Linked DNA regions of Mus musculus: region 2 is linked to region 1. Evidence: chromatin contacts called from public HiChIP or PLAC-seq data. All regions are on one chromosome and are shown on one strand. Each heading gives the region's core, a stretch centred on a gene start, on an enhancer-like site or on the middle of the called end of the contact. The rest is flanking DNA. Distances are from core to core; before and after follow the strand shown. Region 1 has its middle 46 kb from the start of 4930565D16Rik. Region 2 has its middle 41 kb from the start of Fhdc1.

The links. HiChIP or PLAC-seq counts read pairs in DNA pulled down with a chosen protein or histone mark.
Region 2: a contact with region 1 is called in a CTCF HiChIP or PLAC-seq map of the NIH/3T3 cell line, with 13 read pairs. The contact joins two enhancer-like sites. A contact is called at or near these places in 1 of 15 datasets of contacts at CTCF or cohesin (the NIH/3T3 cell line), 4 of 484 Hi-C or Micro-C datasets (colon epithelium, embryonic stem cells, epidermal suprabasal cells and 1 more), 7 of 115 datasets of contacts at active chromatin or transcription factors (embryonic stem cells, fetal liver, large pre-B cells and 2 more) and 1 of 9 other capture datasets (embryonic stem cells).

The regions. Positions count from the first base shown.
Region 1 is chr3:84,332,273-84,336,262 of GRCm38.p6, forward strand. No RefSeq gene overlaps it. Among named protein-coding and RNA genes, the nearest start is that of 4930565D16Rik, 46 kb to the right of the region's middle. Within about 2 kb of position 1,624, at least 59 of the 459 cell types and tissues checked have an H3K27ac peak or open chromatin away from gene starts, as enhancers often do. A contact at or near this core is called in the NIH/3T3 cell line and trophoblast stem cells, where this site is marked.
Region 2 is chr3:84,436,661-84,440,650 of GRCm38.p6, forward strand. No RefSeq gene overlaps it. Among named protein-coding and RNA genes, the nearest start is that of Fhdc1, 41 kb to the right of the region's middle. Within about 2 kb of position 1,786, at least 81 of the 459 cell types and tissues checked have an H3K27ac peak or open chromatin away from gene starts, as enhancers often do. A contact at or near this core is called in the NIH/3T3 cell line and trophoblast stem cells, where this site is marked.

The DNA.
Region 1 (3,990 bases), core at 374-2,873:
TGGTGAGAGGACAAGGCCCATAAGAGAAGGCCCCTGAAGAGACAGGTGTTCCTCAACCACAGGTGAGATAGTGTGGCTGAGACAAAGCAGGATTCTTCCCAAGTCCCCAGCAGGACTGCACATGTCTTGACTTAAGCCTTCCAGCCTATACAACTGTGAGCGAGCTAATATTTAAGTACTCAGTTGGAAGGAATTTTTTATAGCAGCCCCTAAGGAGCTAACTGGCTTCTTCACCTTCACATGGGTGTGAAAATATTGAGGAGAGAAGTGTTAGCCAGATCAGCAAGATCAGGAGTGGCTTGTTTTTAATACAGGGGCTGACTGAAGGGACTCTGGCCAGCCATTCCCTCTGCCTTGCTAAAACCCATTAGATGATATTCCTGTAGCTGGCCACCAAGGTCTATTCCCTCATTTGGCCACTTCTACCCCCTGAGGCTGACTACCTAGGTCCGGCTATTGAAATCCCCATCAGATATAAACATTTCATCTCAACCCGGGCTGGGTGGGGCTGCTCCCTTCAACCTGTATAGACTACCATTTGCCCACGAGCCAACCCTGTCTGCTTTGCTCTCTCCAGGGGCAGTCCTTTGTTTCCGACAAATATCCCTTCGCCCTCTCCCTTGTTCCTGTCCCCTTCTCCCTCCTCCTCTGTCTCCTGTCTTTGTTTCTTATTCCCTGACCTCTGTCCCTCTGGGGCAAATAAATCGCAGTTGTGCTGAGAACCCTGTCTTGGGGTGTCGTGAGCCCACTTGCAGGTCCCTACAATAAGCTTTTGGTAAAAGAGGAAGGCTTGAATGGCCGGGCTAGAGCCAGACCTTCAGTAAGGGGAGGGGAGGTGGAGGGGGGAGAGAGGGAGAGAGGGAGAGGGGAGAGAGGGGGAGAGGAAGAGGGAGAGGGAAAGAGGGAGAGGGAGAGGAGGAGGGAGAGAGGGACAGGGAGAGAGGGACAGGGACAGGGAGAGAAGAAAGTCCGAGGTAGGCTGAGTGTGAGACTGGGTTCCATCCCTGGAAACCAAAAATAAGAAAATGAAACAATAAAGTGAGAGAAAATAGAATTTTGAAACAGCAGTTGGGTTGGGTATGACCAGGTAAGCACTGTCCTGAGGTCAGTCTGTCCCTGCTAACACAGGAAGGGAAGGGACCTAGAAAGAAGACCCTGAGGCGTGGCGTTCACTGGAGGACGAGAGGCCTGGGACACTGGAGCCATACTGATGTCTAAGCATGGGGACAATTGCCTGAAAATTCAGGTGGAACGGAGGGACTGAGGGGCTCAGCACAAGGCTGCCCTGTTGCTGGCCTCAGGGGACCCCTCCCACTGACAGCTGATCAAGCTGTCACCTGGCACACCTGCTCCCAGTGCCTGGAGGACTGGGCCAGCGCAGCTGCCTTTACGGCTGCTGACAGAGTACCTCAGGGCAGAGTTGAAGTGCTGGCGCTTGTTTGTCTAGAATAATGTCCAGATTGGATCTCAGGATTTATATTCGTGTATTTTCTACACTATGGGGTCTGCTATATAAATTATGAAACCGCCGTGGGATGGAATGCTGCCCAGACATTACGCCTTATATGGTTGAAGAATGTGGGTGAATCTCCACAAGAGACAGTGTTGGGCTCACTCAGACGTCTATGACAAGGCACCACGGGCTGAAAGGCCTCTGGACAACTGAAACTTAGTTCTCACAATTTGGAGAACCAAAGAAGTCCAAGGTAAAAGTATATCTGGTCTCTGGTGAGAGCTGCTTCCTGGTTTGGACAGTCATACTTCCTCCTGTGTCCTGCTGTGGCATAAGCGAAACACCCCTTGTCTTTGATAGGGTCACCAATCCCTTTGTACGTGGGGGCGGGGAGGGGGTGGGGAGGTACCACTCTACCCACTCAGCTCCCAAGGGTTACTTCAATAGCGCCACCTTGCGGTTGGGTTTCAGTATGGGTTTAGGGTTCCAGGAGCATTTAGGCAACAGCGAGTGAGTCTGGAAGCAGCGGGGCCCAGCTCCAGCTCCCCAGCTCCTGCTGGCCTTGAACGCAGATGCTCCTCAGGCCGCACACTGGCCAGACCAGTCTGCCTGCCACTGCTCCACTGCACGCTGCCACGGTGCCCCAGCTTCTCCCGAGCCTCATATGGCTGGCTGTCTCTCTCACATCCTCCCTAGTGAGGATTTTGGTGACAGGGAGGGGCAGACAAGGTGATGAATTGGACCCTTTTGACGTGTCCTTGGGAATTTGCATTTAGGTTAAATTTAGGGTACAGATGTTATTCTCCAAATTCACTTTCAAGACACTTACACAGGATTTCCATGTCCCCTCTGTCCCCTCTTAGAGAAACCAATGAGTTTGTTGAATGGGTCAGTACCCAGCCCAAGTATATATAAGTCTCCAGAAAATTCTTGCGGGATTCATAGGACACAGTTGTAACTGATTTTTATCCCATGTCTACAGTTCAGCATCTCCCTTACGGCAAGGCCAAGGTTACGGACTCGCAGAAACCCCTCCACAAACATCCCTGCTCTCCCTGCTCTATGGCCCAGGGATCCTCCACAGTCGCTGCTGAGCTCTGCACCATGAAGGAGGTAACCGGTCTCCAGGGCTTCATGAAATGTACGTGCGGGCACAGTGCGCTCATCATTCATGCGTGTCGCCCAAAAGGTGGTGGCCCGCAACTGAAGCCTTTCCGAGACAAGTCCGGCGTGACTGGTTTTCTGTAACCTAGGCTCCTCCCAACGATCATAACTCCATGCTCAGTTGCCACAAGTCATCCACTTTCCCATCCGTTCTAGATCTCGCTAGAAATTTACATCGCACTCAGCGCCCTCTAGTTTATTAAGCGAATTTCCCCCCTCTTTTGAAAATTAAAACAAAGTGCCCCGCCCCAATAAAAAGCTGATCCAGGAAAAGCGTCTAGTATATACAGGAGTCCTTAAAATCAGTAAACATGGCAACAACCCAATAGGAAAAGAAAAAAAACTTGACAAAGACATAATTAATGGATTCAGAAAAGAGGATCCCTGAAAACCCCCTAGTGAGATGTCTCATTTGGAAGCAGTGACATGCAAATTTAAATCACGGTGGTGGTGGTGGGGGGGGGGGGGGTTCTCACTGTGTAGATTAGGAGACACTTGGATTCTAAGCCCTGTGAGGCTGTGGGGGAGAGCAACTTTCACATCCTGCTATACAGGCAGAGCTGCGATCTGGTTGACCCACAGGTTAAAGCTGTAAAGCTGCACTAGGCTGGAAATGGCAAATCCACCCTCAGTGAGCCGTGGGTGTGAGTGCATACCCCTGTGTAAAGACAGGGCAAACGACACAAACGCTCTCCAGCAAAGAAGGTGAACAAGTCGCAATCCGCTCGTACTGTTTTGCAATGAAAATAAATGGCCAGGAGAGAGGTTTCTAAATCCTGGTGTTACACTGTTGGCTAATATCCATCTCATCAGAACTGCAGTTGTTTTAGAATTTAGGACTAAATCTACATTTATTTGTTTATTTGTTTGTTCATTTATTTATTTATCTATTTTCGGTTTTTGTTTTTTACATCTCCTGTAGTAGTTAGTCCAGGCTGGCCTCCAACACACACACACACACACACACACACACACACACACACACCCTCTGTAGAGCAGGGGGGCTCAGGAAGCCAAGTCCATCTCTCCTGGAAAGGCTGGGGTCTTTAGGATCTTCAAGGAGGTCCTCCTCCTCTAGATTAGGGTTGGTCCTTTAGAACAAAAGCAGGGGAGATGAACCATCCACAGCTTTTGTAAACAAGTCCACAGGCAGGGGGCTGGAGAGGAGAGCCCACCAGTCCTTTGTTTTAAGCCTTCAGGCTTTTTTGTCTCAGGTCAGGAGCATGAGGAAGAAGCCAGCCATCTTGGAAGTTCACCACCTTTATTTCCTAGTCATGGCCCTTCTTCTTATCTGTCTACCTATCAGGAAACATAACTTCTAGTCCCTCAGGGAGACAGTGAACTTCCTATCCTCCTGCCTCTGCCTCCCGAGT
Region 2 (3,990 bases), core at 536-3,035, 100 kb after region 1:
CTTACAAGAGCTGCCCATTAGCAGCCAAGAACCATGCCTAGGAGGAGCTTGGTGGTCCCTGAGCTGGACCTTCACTGGACAATAAGAAAACCTGTCTAAAGAAGACATGCACATGGCACAGGCCTAACCAGTATAAAATGAAAGGGGAATCTCATGATTCCTTGCCCAGTATGGCCTTCCTCTGTGCCAGTGGCCCTAATGTCTCTCTCCCTCTGTCTTGACTTGCTTACAGCAGGGCACACAGGTTCATTGTTGGCAGAGGGCACACAAGAGCAGAGCCATGAGAAAGCAGGTGACACTGGGATGACGTGCATGGCCCCAGACATGAGGCCTCCTTGTTCCTCATGATCCTAATGAACTTGCTGACTTGAACTTGAGCTCTGGACACACTGCGTCCCTTTGGTCTTTCCTGGCACGAACACAGTGCTCACTGCTATATAGAGGGCACCTTATAAATGTTGGGCAAACATTGCCCCGGAGAGAGGGACTCCGGGAGACCTGGATAGGAGGAAATCTCCTGAAGACTTTGACCTGTAGGATGAGATCATGGGCTTTAGAAGCAAACATCTTTTATAGATCTGATAAATGCAGCACGACCTGGCTATTAGGTACCGTCAGGTGTCATACTCTGCCTTGAATTCTCCACTGGAGGAGGAAGCAAAAATTAAATGTATTTCAGGTCAGTGACCTGCCCAAGGTCTCAGCCAGATAGGGTGTCGGTCATGGGGCAGTTATGGAGTCTGCTGGCCCCTCTGCCTGCCACATAGAGGTCTCTCAAAACGTTTCCATCCTGTGGGCATAGCTGGAGCCAGCCTGACTCACTCATCCCCTACTGCCCCAATGGGGGTGCCATATCTGGGCTCTGACCTGGTACCAGTGACAAACAATCCTGCTTTCAGACTGTCATGTTCTGTGGAGCTGCTCTAAGGGCAGCTCCGTGAGCTGGTGTGCTTGCAACGACAATTAGGAGCATCGTCTCAACACATGAGAAGGTGCCGCCGTCCTTTCTGGGATATGTCCCTTGCACATGAAAATGGCCTTCAAGTACTTCTAGATCAAGTCAGTTGTGAACACAGGGGCAGTCCTACAGGGCTGGAGCATTCCAGTAGAAGGGACACAGACTTCTCTCACCTAGGGAGAACCTAAAGAGTTGTCATCTTTGGAAGGCATAAAATCAGATGATTCTACCACCCCACTCTTATAACTCAGTTTCAACGATCTTAGTGACCTCAGCTATGTATCCTTAGACACGTTGGTCAAGACCTGACTGGCCATGTCCTTCTCTGCCATGTGCAACCTCATGAGTGTCCTTCCTAGAAGGTGGGTCCCCAGGCTGAAGGCAGTGCCCAGAGATATAGACAGCCCAGCCTTACCCTGGTACTACGACTACATGAAAGTGGTCAATGGTAGTGCGCTGGTGGCCGTCTGGCTCCCAGAATTTCTCAGTTGCCAAGTGGAATCCCCGCCCCCTTAGTGGCTGAATCGAAAGTGTGATGAATACTTGCAAAGCCTTCTGCTTTGGGGGAAACACGCTGTAGCCAGACTCTAATGTTATGAGCCAGTGAGGAAATCAGGGGCTTGGGAAAGTGCCACGAGCAACCGGGCCTGTTAGCCAGCTGCTTGCCTAGCAACTCCAACTTCTATGTATTGGAGTCATCTTGAACTTGGGAGTAGGAGGTCCTGCGGGGGCGGGAAGGCGGGTCATCAGTCTGTCTCTCAGCAGAGTGAAGAAGCCTGCCCTGCAGGCAGCCCACTGCTTTCCTCTCCTCCCCGGAGATGAATCAGCTGCTGGGAAGCACTTAGGCCTTGGGAAACAAGGAGATAGCCCTGACCGGTGAGCAGCCGCTGAATGGAGGTACTGTTCTTGCCGGAACAGTTTCTGAAGCTCCTCCAACATTTTCATCCAAAGAGCTCAAACTCTCCAGTCTCCAGTGCTTGCCCATATAATGGCTGTCCCTGAAAGTACTGAGACAGTCCCGGTCGGTCGGTCGGTCGGTCAGCAGCTTTCTCAGACCAGCAGGGAGCCATTCACTGGAGGGGATGGATGGCTTTGGGAAGGGAGGAGCAGCTTTGGGAAGAGGTGAGTCTGTGCTTCTGTCCAGGGTTGAGGGCTAGCCAGAGCCCTCTCCTTCAGTGCTGAACGATGGTGGAGAGCACATGGTGCCTACCCAAGATGCAAAGTCAGCACCCTGAATAGCCGTGCCCACCCTCGTCCTGTAAGCGAGGCCATCACTCGTCATACCTGGGGTCATGCCCAGCCCCAGGGATGCAGTAAGCAGGAAGAAACCCCAGCCACTAGCTCAATTCTCAAAGAATCCAGTGCCACCCTCCCTCACCCCCCAGAGGCTGTGGAATGCTTCAGCACTTGGGAAGCCTGATGATAACATCCCCAAGAGCAGCTTGGCAAGGTTCAGCCTGGGCTGCCTCCTGTGCACGAAGCTCTGATCTTTCTAAAGGCCTGCTGCTGTAAGCTGGAGTGAAATGTCACTTCCTGTCGCCCCTGGAGTTGTCCTCAGGGACACTGCATGACTGAAAGTTCCAGATTCAAAATCGTGGCTAAGTATTGCATGATTTGCCTGGGGAGTGAGACATTGTAGTATCCAACACAGGCTCTAAGAAGAAGCAACTGATCAATGAGTGTCCCCATGTGGAGGGGATGCCCAAGCAGCACACACACCTTGAGACTAAAGCAGAAAGGCCAATTAGCCTTCTGGTCTACCTCAATGACCAGATGAACAGTGAGCCACTAGGAAGTAGCTTAAAGTTCTAAACTAGGAGCTCCTTGGGAAGATTCTGACTCAGTAGGCCTGGGGTGGGAGCAGGAACCATTGACCCCATGATTGCGTTCCCAGAGGCCTCCACACACTGGTACTGCTGGATGCCCAGATCTGGAAGTCTCCAAAGAGAGAGAGCTCATTGTCTGTGTGGAACATCCTGTCTGTCACCAACACTGCCTAGTTGACTAACTACCAGATGGCAGCCCTGGCTACCTTCCCGTCATGCTTGCCACCTTCTTGAGGGTACCCAGGCAGCAAACAGTTGAATCTAGCCCTCTTTCTGGGAAATGTAAAACAGGGAGCAATTTCCTTTCTGTGGGGCCAATGTGTGTCTTACCAAGAACAGGCAAAAGAAAAATCACAGATAAAGAATTTGCCCATGTTTCCTGGGACTGGCCTAGAAGGTATCTACACTTCGGCCTGCCTTTGCATTTGTCCGGAGGGGCTGACTTTGAGTGGAGAAGTTAGATCACTGGTTACTTGTTCCCTCAGGTCACATGCCTTAGCCTCAACTGCTGTTAGGAAATAGGGCGAAAATGCTCTTGATGCCCCTGACACGTGCTCCTGACATGGAATGCTGCACTTTGCTCTAGAAATGCTGCTATAAGTGGAGTTCCTTTTTTGTGACAATATCATAGCCACAGCCCTCTTACAGATGGTGTCATAGTCCATGCAGGTTGCCATAACAAATTCCCACACACCAAGAAAAGTTACCCCAAAATAGGGAATTGATTTCCCATCGTTCTAGAGGCTACAAAGTCCAAGGTCAAAACAGGAGATGCTGCTTCCTGGTTCGTGACGGTGCCTTCTCACTGGGTCCCCTCATGGTGGAAGGCTCTTTTGTAAGTGCACTAACCCTATTCTCAAAAGTTCTACCCTCACACTAAGCATTTCCCAGAGGCCCCAGCTCCTAATACCACCTCCAACTTGGCTTTAGCCTCCATCAGATGGAGTGTGTGGAGGCAGACGGCTGATGCAAGCATTCGGACTGTATATATAGCAGAGTTTCTGTGAAAACTACTTCTGGGGTGAGCTATGATTACTGAGGGAAGCGCAGTCCCAATTCCTCAACTAAAACCCAGATAAACTTCAAGAACAGCATCTGCCTTGCAGGTTGAACACTGTCTGCATGATGTGATCCTTGGAAGAGCCTGAGGCTGCCAGAGGCAAAGCCTAGGAGCAGATTCCAAGCTCCCATGAATCCAACATTGGG